3 separate regions of the Zea mays genome follow, and regions 1 and 2 are each linked to region 3. A link is a contact called in public Hi-C data. All regions are on one chromosome and are shown on one strand. The core of a region is the stretch at or near the end of the contact, and the rest is flanking DNA. Distances in the headings are between cores, read along the strand shown.

Evidence for each region. Hi-C and Micro-C count contacts between places; a contact is called where the count stands out from the background.
Region 1: a contact with region 3 is called in a Hi-C map of tassel, with 5 times the contacts expected there. The contact joins the promoter of LOC542232 here to the promoter of LOC100284822 in region 3. A contact is called at or near these places in 8 of 25 Hi-C or Micro-C datasets (bundle sheath, ear, endosperm and 4 more).
Region 2: a contact with region 3 is called in a Hi-C map of ear, with 4 times the contacts expected there. The contact joins the promoter of LOC542055 here to the promoter of LOC100284822 in region 3. A contact is called at or near these places in 5 of 25 Hi-C or Micro-C datasets (bundle sheath, ear, endosperm and 2 more).

Annotation. Positions count from the first base shown.
Region 1 is chr3:135,483,296-135,486,198 of Zm-B73-REFERENCE-NAM-5.0, reverse strand. LOC542232 (auxin binding protein 1) reads right to left here and starts at 1,404. Exons shown (of 5, transcript NM_001111842.2): 1 at 1,184-1,404. The coding sequence starts at 1,310.
Region 2 is chr3:135,378,527-135,381,677 of Zm-B73-REFERENCE-NAM-5.0, reverse strand. LOC542055 reads right to left here and starts at 1,662. Exons shown (of 13, transcript NM_001111692.2): 1 at 1,489-1,662; 2 at 947-1,116; 3 at 565-640; 4 at 181-311. The coding sequence starts at 1,602. It overlaps LOC100383326 (ARM repeat superfamily protein), which reads right to left. Exons shown (of 1, transcript NM_001175984.1): 1 at 2,103-3,151. The coding sequence ends at 2,293.
Region 3 is chr3:135,618,611-135,621,830 of Zm-B73-REFERENCE-NAM-5.0, reverse strand. LOC100284822 reads right to left here and starts at 1,548. Exons shown (of 5, transcript NM_001157717.1): 1 at 929-1,548; 2 at 304-424; 3 at 78-197. The coding sequence starts at 1,284.

The DNA of each region.
Region 1 (2,903 bases), core at 155-2,654, 140 kb after region 3:
GCTGCCAGAACCTTCAGTGCTTCCACGCTCTGACGGCCAAAGACAGGCCATGCAGCTCTGTTCTTAGCTGGCATGACCAGCAGACTGCGATGCTCCCCCACAGAACAGTAACCTTCTTCTCTGGTGGCAAGTTGAGCTCGGCAGAAGCAGAAGACTGCAAAAGCGACTATTACAACTGCTTCTCCTCCCAGTCAGACCCAGTCACCTTCTTGGGTGCAGAGTTGAGCTTGGCAGAAGCAGAAGGCCTAAGACACCACTACTACCACTGCTGCTCCAGCACGCAGCCCAACCCCTACTACCGTTGTGCTCCAAGTGAGTCAAAATAAGTTGGTTGCTGTTGTAATGGGTCTCACGGAGATCGATTTGGCCACTTAAAAACAAGTTCAGAATTTACTTTGCTTGAGTGGTGGCTATGCGTGAATTGAGATGATAGGCTGTATTTTGGGTTGGGATCCATTTCATGTAGATCTAGAGCGGCAAACTACAGCATGGCACTATGCTTGATTTTTGCAGGTTGAAGAGCAATGAGTGCTAACTACACATAATCAATTAGGATTATGGGCAGCATGGCCATTTCGCATGTCCAATGGCAGTAAAAAAAAACGAAGTGGCAAATGGTGAATCCATTCTTTGAGGTGGCAGATGGGAATTGTTGTGCTGTAAATCAATCTGAATCCACCCAGATATACTTTGAATTAAGCGTGTGAACTTGCAGAATCCAAGCCAAACCAAACCAATCCATTTATGTCACCGCAAGTTCAATCTGTTTCCAACCCATCTCCAACCTAAGGATTAGCATTAGCCTGGAATCTGGATGTAGTTGCGAACTGTAGTAGTAACCCGGTGAGTAGGCTGTAGGCCTGTAGTGGACTTGGGTGGAGTTGGAGTCGTTGCGACGGCCGGCAGCGGAGGCGGAGGCGGAGGCGCGGGCTTGGGGGGCCCATGGGCTGAAACTATTGGAGCCCACACCAAACCACCCTAATTTGATTGTTAACCTAAACTACCCCAATTAGTCCCAATGCAAACCGAGCCACTAAGCCCAATTCCCCTCAACCTTCCCCCACTCCCTAACGACCAAAACAAGACCCAGCCTGCTATTTAACACGCCAGTTAAGCCCAAACCCCACTAGCACTTAGCAGTGCTGGTCTCAGTGGCAAAAAGCTCGGCAGGGTGAGGGTGCACCTCGCACGCAGGACGACTCGGCTACTGGGAGGAAGGAGGCAGCGAGGAGGACCGCGACACCGACGCCGGCGAGGTAGGCGCCACGGGCTGGAGCGGCGGCGGCGAGTTCGCTTAGATCCGGCGCCATTGCCTGCTCCCGACAGCTGCACGTGAATGTCGGAGTGGAATGAGATAGAGGCTAGGGTTTCGGCGTAGTCGTCGAAGGTGGTTTTGATCGCCGCTCGGACGGTGTCGACTGTCCGATCAAATGGAGCAGCGGCTCAGATAGCTTGTGGGAGCAGCCGGCCCAGAGACAAGCCGCACCACGCAGGACAAACCTCGGCTTGCCAGGCCGGACGACCTGTTTATGGCTCTCCTCTCTTATCAACGAAAATCTTGCTAGGACATAAACAAGGCAACAAGAACGGTATAACGTCTCTAACCATTTATGGTCGTGCAAAACACTATTTTATATTATAGAAAATTCAGTATGATGAACATATTTGAATAGTGTATAATGATCAGTGAATAAAGGTTCAACACAAGGTTAAATAACCAGTGAGACAATGCAAATGGATATAATACGGTCTCTATATTGGTTTGAATATATGGACAAGACCTTAGAAACCACTATGCATAAATATGATCATAATAGAGGTTGAAGTAATTAAGAGGATTGGTCAAGCCAAAGTGAATAAGATATGAGAAATCGTGAATTGGCTTGGCCATATTACTATTAGTCCATATATGCTTTTATGAGAATCAAACTAGAGCTTGATTGATCTTAGCATATCTAGATGACATTCAAGCAAGGTTCACAATATCGAAGAAATGATTCTCTCAATGGATGATCAATATAATGTGACTCAAAGATGGTTTGATAGGGTGAAGATAGCAAGGAAAGGGCTTCGAGGAACTAAGCGAAGGTGAAGGCCAAGCGACGGCTTGTGGACCGAAGTACCATGGTTAAGGTGAAGAAGAGAGTACTTGCACTAAGTCGGTGAACTAATCAGTTATGAAGAGTTATAACATGTTGATGCATCAGTAAGGTGACTTGAAGCCATGATTTGAACTCATATATGGTGATATGGTACAAGTCACAGGGTTTGATTTATGTTTGCTTCAAAAGGTGAGACAAATATGTTTGTGATCCTTATGAAGCAACGCCATGGAGAAATCACACATGAGACACCAATTACTCAAGGAGTTTACATAATTATTGTCGGTACCCTGAATCAGGGGTACCCCTTACTACAGTATGAAGACGCGGTGCCCGTACGCCGTTCCCTAGCCACACGGTGAACAGCGCTCGACCCCACCACATGGGCAGCTCAAGGGGCACCATGTGGCAAGGAAAGATGATACATCCAGGATGTATCAGTCGAGTCGGACCCCTGTACGCACAACCTGGACCCCCGATTATGGCCCGGGACTCCCGAGTAAGCATGTCGGGTCCCTTGGATGGGGTCCAGATCTCTTCGAGAAAGGTCTGGGCCGCAACGAGGTCCCGGGACAGGGGAAACCCTGGCATGAGCAAGGGTCCGGTACTAACACGTGGTCGGGCCTTACTCTGCGCATGCGCTCCCCACTCAGGCGGAGACCCGATGCGGCCACGTGGCTCGTTGCCCGTGAATAAGCCAGCGGGCGGAGCCTGACGTAAGGCCCCTAGACCGCGTGGACTCTGCATTTATTACGGAAAGGACGCGCCGCCTGTCCACCCTGCTGACAGGTGATGTGCCCC
Region 2 (3,151 bases), core at 413-2,912, 240 kb after region 3:
GTTGACTCACCAATCCTATCATAACCCTCCTCCTTTACTAGGGTTTAGGACCTGCTATGTTGAGATAACACATGCGAAGTTTTTCTATTTTTTATCAGCTTATAAAAAAGAGAAACTACATTCACATATAGAAAGAGAGTTTGTTATAGTTCATTATAGAAATTAATGGTTGGGTGTTACCTGTGAAGATCACTAACTAAGGAACCAAGCCCAGGAAATGATGCTGAAATGGTGTTGAGCTCTATTTGAAGAAGAGAACTTGTTTCTGAATCCAGCATATAATCTGATCGGTGCAACCCCAAGCGAATATTCTGGTAAATATTGGATCATTGTTCAATAATTCCATGCAGAAAACATTATCACCCTCCTCAACCCCAAAAAGATGATGGAGAAAAGATTTTTGAGATAATGCCTACTGATACTTAACATTCAGGTTACGATGTTAGCACCACAAATTTAGAGAAAAAAGTGCTTAATAATAGCGAGGTGCAGCAATTAACTCAGTGGTGAAGATTAGTGAATTTTCCTTGTAAAAAAGGAAGAGAGTAAAGCAGATCAAATTACCTCTTCCTTATTTATTTCCATCATTTTCCTGTGAATTTCCAAGAGCCTAGATGTGAAATCATCAACCTGCCTTGTTCTGAAATTATAAAATGAAGCCAATCCCATCAGTCCAACAGTTTCATAGAAATTTCGAATCTCTGGCATAGATTGTTATTTCATTCACTCGTAACAGAACAGTTAGTTTCAAAACTTAGACAGATTATTTAAAATTTTCAACAATCTGATCCAATGAGAGCATACAGTGCACTCTGGCAATGCAGGACCGAGAGGATTAGCTAAGTTCCAGTGAACTAACATTGTCATCCTATGAATGCAAGCGGCAAACAGAGCACCGAATGATAATCTTAATAGAAAGCAATATTGGAGAGGAAGAAAAACTTACTTGGACAAAGCATTCTGCAAGAAATTCCCGTCCATGCTAACACGGTCCACAAGCTCGTTAAAAACGGGAGCGAGCTCGCACGCCTGCCTCCAAAAGGACTCTGGAAAATGTGCTGGGAGCAAGGAGAATGGAGCATGGACCAAACCAACACCAGGGACCGTTGCTGATCTCTGCAGGGGGTTCAATCAAGATGGTCTTTCAGGAGTCTGGACCCCGGATAATAGTTAGGCCACCATGTTGGAGACAATAGTACATTGTGAAAGCTAAGTGAACAAAGAAATAGAGGAACGGGACGGTTAGTCCCAATCCCAATATGGCGTCTGAGCAGCTAGTGTCAGAAAAAGAGAGGAGACCTAAGCAATAAATCCGGTACAGCCACAGATTGGTCAACCTTGTCGATAAGACGGAGACTCTCCGCGTGACCCCGCGATCCAAACGCCTCTAGGAACAGGTCTGTTCCCATCTCATCCCTCCCAGCCAAACACTAGTAAGAGCACGACAAAGAGGAAGCGGGAAGCTGAGAATCAGCAGCTCAGGCTCACCTGGTCGGCGCGGTCCCCGACGACGAGGCCGTGCAGCGAGCACCACGCGGCGGCCTCCCGCGCCATCTCCCCCGCCGCCGCGGGGTCCATCGCCGGCGGCATGGCGGCACTCATCGCAGGTATTGGCAGTGGAATCAATTATTAGGTGGTGGAGCGCAGAGGTGGAGGAAGGGGCGATGGCAATCCACGCAAACTGACTCTCTGGTTATTATTGATTTATTGTGTGTTTTATCGATGGATTTGGAGGGGGCTGCGCGGAACTGGCAGGCCAAGTCAAATTGGCTACCCGTATCTTTATAAAAAAAAGTGTGTGCCATTACCAATCGCCTCCTCGCACTCGCAGTCGCACCATCGGATCGGAAGTTGGGTACAAAGAAAAAGTTTTTATGTACGCCTTTTCAACAACAGAACAATAGAGAGATAGAGATTCCTTATAAATAATTAGCTAGATTTCGATTAGTTTCCTTTCTTAAAGTATTGGCTAGAAATTTGTCAGTGACTTGACTTTTTTCTTTTTGCACAACAATATCCGGATCCATCCAGTGCTTTAACACAAAAGAAATGACAACGTCCACACACACACACACAAAAGCAAGAGTCAGGAATTCAGGATTGAGGAACCCGTCTCATCCATTCACCCAGTCATTAGTCACGTAACTACATGCAAAAAAAAAAAACCAATGAATGAAATAATACTGTTTATGCATTTGAATTTACCGAAGAATCCCTGTTACTTCTCCTCTCGCCTGTACGCAACAGCAACACAAAGTCACACTCACACGCACGCACTTGTCACGCTTTCGCTCACACGGGTGCTCGATCGGCTTCGGCGACGGTACTCATGAGCTCCAGCGCCGTATCGACGAGCGCGGCGAGCCCGACGGCGTGCCTGATCAGCCCTGCGCTGCCGGAGAACACGTGGAAGCACTCCAGCTCCGACGTCGTCTCCGCCACGCGCCGCAGCTCCGCGCCCATCCCCGCCGCGGCCATCGCCTCGGCGATCAGCCACCTCTCTCGCGCCGGCGGCGTCCTCAGCAGCGCGATGACGAGGTCGACCGTAAACCTTCGGATCCGCGGCGCCTTGGTCGAAGGGCAGGCGTGCGTAGCCAGCACGCTGACCAGTCGGCTGACCAGGTCCGCTTCGCTGACCCCGGCGTTGACCAGATGGTGTGCCAGCTCGTGTGGGCCCATCAGCCTCACTAGCTGAGCCGCGAAGCCCAGCGACACCTCAAGCGGCTTGGACTCGTTGACCGTGTCGACTTCCCGGAGCACCGTGGCCGCGGCACGCGTGGCGCGGCGGAGCTGCGGGAACCACTCGCTGCTGCCTCCGGTGTACGCGCAGAGGTTCATCAGGATCCTGCCCGCCCCGACGCCGATGGCGGCGTCCCCAAGCGCGTCGACGAGGCTGTCTACGGTAGCGGTGGATGTGGCCGAGCTCGAGCTGCCACCGGCTCTGAGGATGCGCTCGCAGTTGCGCGGGCTCTCGAGGGCCAGCATGGCGAGCGCCTCGCCGGCCTCGACGCGAGCGGCGTCGGTGTCCTCTTCGGAGCCTCCGGGCCGGAGGAACATGTGGAGCAGGAGCGCGACCAACCCACCCGTGCCGCCGATCCGCTCCCGCGCGACAGCGTCCATGGCGAGACGCGTCAGCACCTCGGCGCCGAGC
Region 3 (3,220 bases), core at 299-2,798:
AAATCAGTTAAAAATAGTGAGTCACAATGTAGATGGAACATAGTTTCATGGTTGCTTCAAGCTAATGGATGTCCTACCTTAATCAGGCTAGCCAAGCAGTGAACATCAATGTCATCAGGTACAATTCCTTTGTTCAGCTGGTCCCTCACGTGCTCCTCTTGGTCATTCTCTGGATTAATGCGAAAGATCCCCTCAGACTGAAAATGGAATTTTAGTAATTCCATAGGAGCAAATCAGTTTCATGTCACATGACAAACACTCAAAAGTCTTAGTTTTATAATAGATTCATGCCACATGACTAACCTTCAGCCCCCCGTGGGCATACAGCCTCTCCTGCAAGAGCAGCAATATCGTGGGGACTGAATTTCCCTTGCCATCGTATGTGCATTGCATCAATTCAGCCGAGACACCAAAAACGCTGGCGCTAGAGAAAATAAAAGAGAATGAGCTTGATGAATTCACAAGTCATGGATTGATGAGTTCAACTGGCAAAGCTTGGGGGACAATTCATACGGTCCAACACAAATTCAGACTTGTTACAATGTGTGACTCAGGAATAAGAGTTCCACCGGATTAGTGCCAATGTTGCTGTAATTGCACAAAAGATCTGCTTAATACAGTGCATAAGGAATAGGAATTAAATGCATCAGTTGAACTCATGTTTGCACTTTGAAAATCCAGGCATACATCTGCAGGAACTGAAGTTTTGCTCTAGTTATCAGAACTCTGGCGGAACAGCATCCTCAGATAAGAACATGCTCCAAAGTCCAAACTGGGAGCACTCAAAATCATAAACTCATCCTTCAGAAAATCAATTTTTTTCAGTATGACTCTTGCCCCGTAAGCGAAATTTTCTACGGAAGCTTCGATTTTGAATCTTACGGTGACGCGGGAGGGAGACAAGGAGGTGGTGGGGACGGTTGCTCACCTGGCGCTGGGCACGCGGCAGGGCATCTCATCCTCGAACTCGACGGGGAGGCCGAGGAAGCCGTGGAAGCGGTCGAAGGTGACGTGGGCGACGTGGCGGACGTCGGTGGGCCAACCGATCTCCATCTCCTCGAGCGCCACCGCCGCGTCCTCCTCTCTCGCCGGCCACCCGGCTCCGGCGGCCCCGCGCTCCACCCGGCACGCCACCACGGAGCGCCGCACGGCCGCGAGCAGCAGCTCCAGAACCGCCGCCCGCCGCCGCCGCTCCTCCTCCCCGCCACCTCTGCCGCCGGCGGCCCTCTTCGCCCCGCCGCCACCCTTGCACCCCGCGCTGGAAACCACCACCACCCCCGTCATTCCCGGTTCACGACTCCTCCGGCCGCCTCACGCAGCAACCGAGGAACCAAACGGGCATGAACCTCGACCCCTTTTTTCTCTGTAAGCTCCGTGAGTGCCCTTCCCAGCTGCTTCTCTCTCCTCGTCGGAAACTCTCTGCCGTCACACGGACCCGAGTTTACTCCCCCCTCGGCCCCTCTCCTTGTGGAGTCCTTCCCCTCTCTCGGTGGAGTTCTGGGAGAAAACCGAAGCGAAAGCAACGGGCTTTCCCTCACTCCTATTCTGCTTCTTGAAGACAGCAGCAGAGCTCCGTCAGCGAGGTGGAGCAATTAATGAAGAGGCGGACAGAACAAGTGGACTGAAACGCGAATAGTTTTGAACGGAGAGGGGGCGCGACGCAAAACTGGCCAGACCGGATTCAAACTCTGACGACCCGACCGTGGCCTTTCCGCTGCAGAAAAGTGACGACAGCGACCGACTGGCTCTTTTTTCAGAGGCTCACTCAGAACACTGTACCTCTCGTCCATATACAGTCCAGTAAAATTACCGACGGGTCACTACAAAATCAAAAATTCTATATCTGTAGCTAAAATTATTTTAGAGCATACGCCATTGGCAGATTTTTTTTACCTCGTCACTGCTCTATTCCAATAAGGCTGGTGCCAATGCAGCACATAGCCCGGACGGTATCGACCGACATAATTAGCGGGAGCGGTAGGGGCGGGCCCAAGATTAAATTTATGGTATGAGTATTCGAAATTTTAGTAGACATAATTTTTTTATAGCCTAAATTTGTTATCCATGAGAAACGGATAATTATCCATCGGACACAGATATATTATAATTTGTTATCCACGGGTATGAGTATAAATATAATAAGGTATGAGATGATAATTTTTTGTGGGTATGAATATATAGTATCCATACCCGTTACCCGATGTGTATTTAACATTAGTATAGATCTATACCTATGAACGTATATGGGTACGAGTATGGATTTAATTTTGTCTCGTAGTTATGGATTTGTAAACCATATACTCGTGTTTCTAACCACGCGATTGTTATCCATAGTCACATGACAGGGAAATGAAAAAGGCCAGCAAAAAACGAAGTTTGGGGACAAATAGCTGTAAGCCTATACAACAAAGTTATTTTATATTTTTACAATATTTTAGTGTATAAACATAATATGTATACATATACATAAATTTTGTTGCCAGAAAAAATGGGTATTCAATTGAATACCCTTGTTTCTACATGGGCACGCCCCTGGGGAGCGGGGCAATAGGTGGACGGGTGCAGCTCGGCAGACGATGCTGCCACTGCCTCGCTCTTGCCCGTGCTGGAGCGCGCTCCCTAGCGAGAGGGAGGCGAGCGGCGTGTTGGCGGTGGCGTCTCGCGGGCGAGAGCGAAGGGGCGATAATAAGGTGACAACTTCGGATGCTATCCGTTACCACTAGCCGTTTTTAATCGTTTGAAGTCTAAATAAATAGAAGAAATGCAAAAAAACTTAAATTTCATCCCCACTCCATCCATAAATATCTCTACCTGGGTGGAGCTCATTACACACCATTTTATCTCGTTTCTATCCTCCAAACTCGCCTTTTATACCCATCTTCACGCCATGTCTTCTTCGAGCACAAACTCAAGTGAAGGAGTCGAAGGTGCATTGTGGAATGCATTGCAAGCAGCCATGGAGGAGGCTATGCTTAAGCTCGATGAAGAGTTATCGAGCCAGCCCAAGCATCATCGAAGCTACATCAATCATGATTGTGAGTATTCTCATGATCGCATTAGAGTGTCTAGAGAAGTTTAGTGAGGCTATCATTCATTGTTATGGGGAGGACTTCTGTCATCGACCTAATGTCACAGATACTCATTATCTACTAGCAAAAGTAGAAGAATGTGGCTTTCCAGGCATGTTAGAAAGTATCGATTGCATGCATTGGCAATGGAG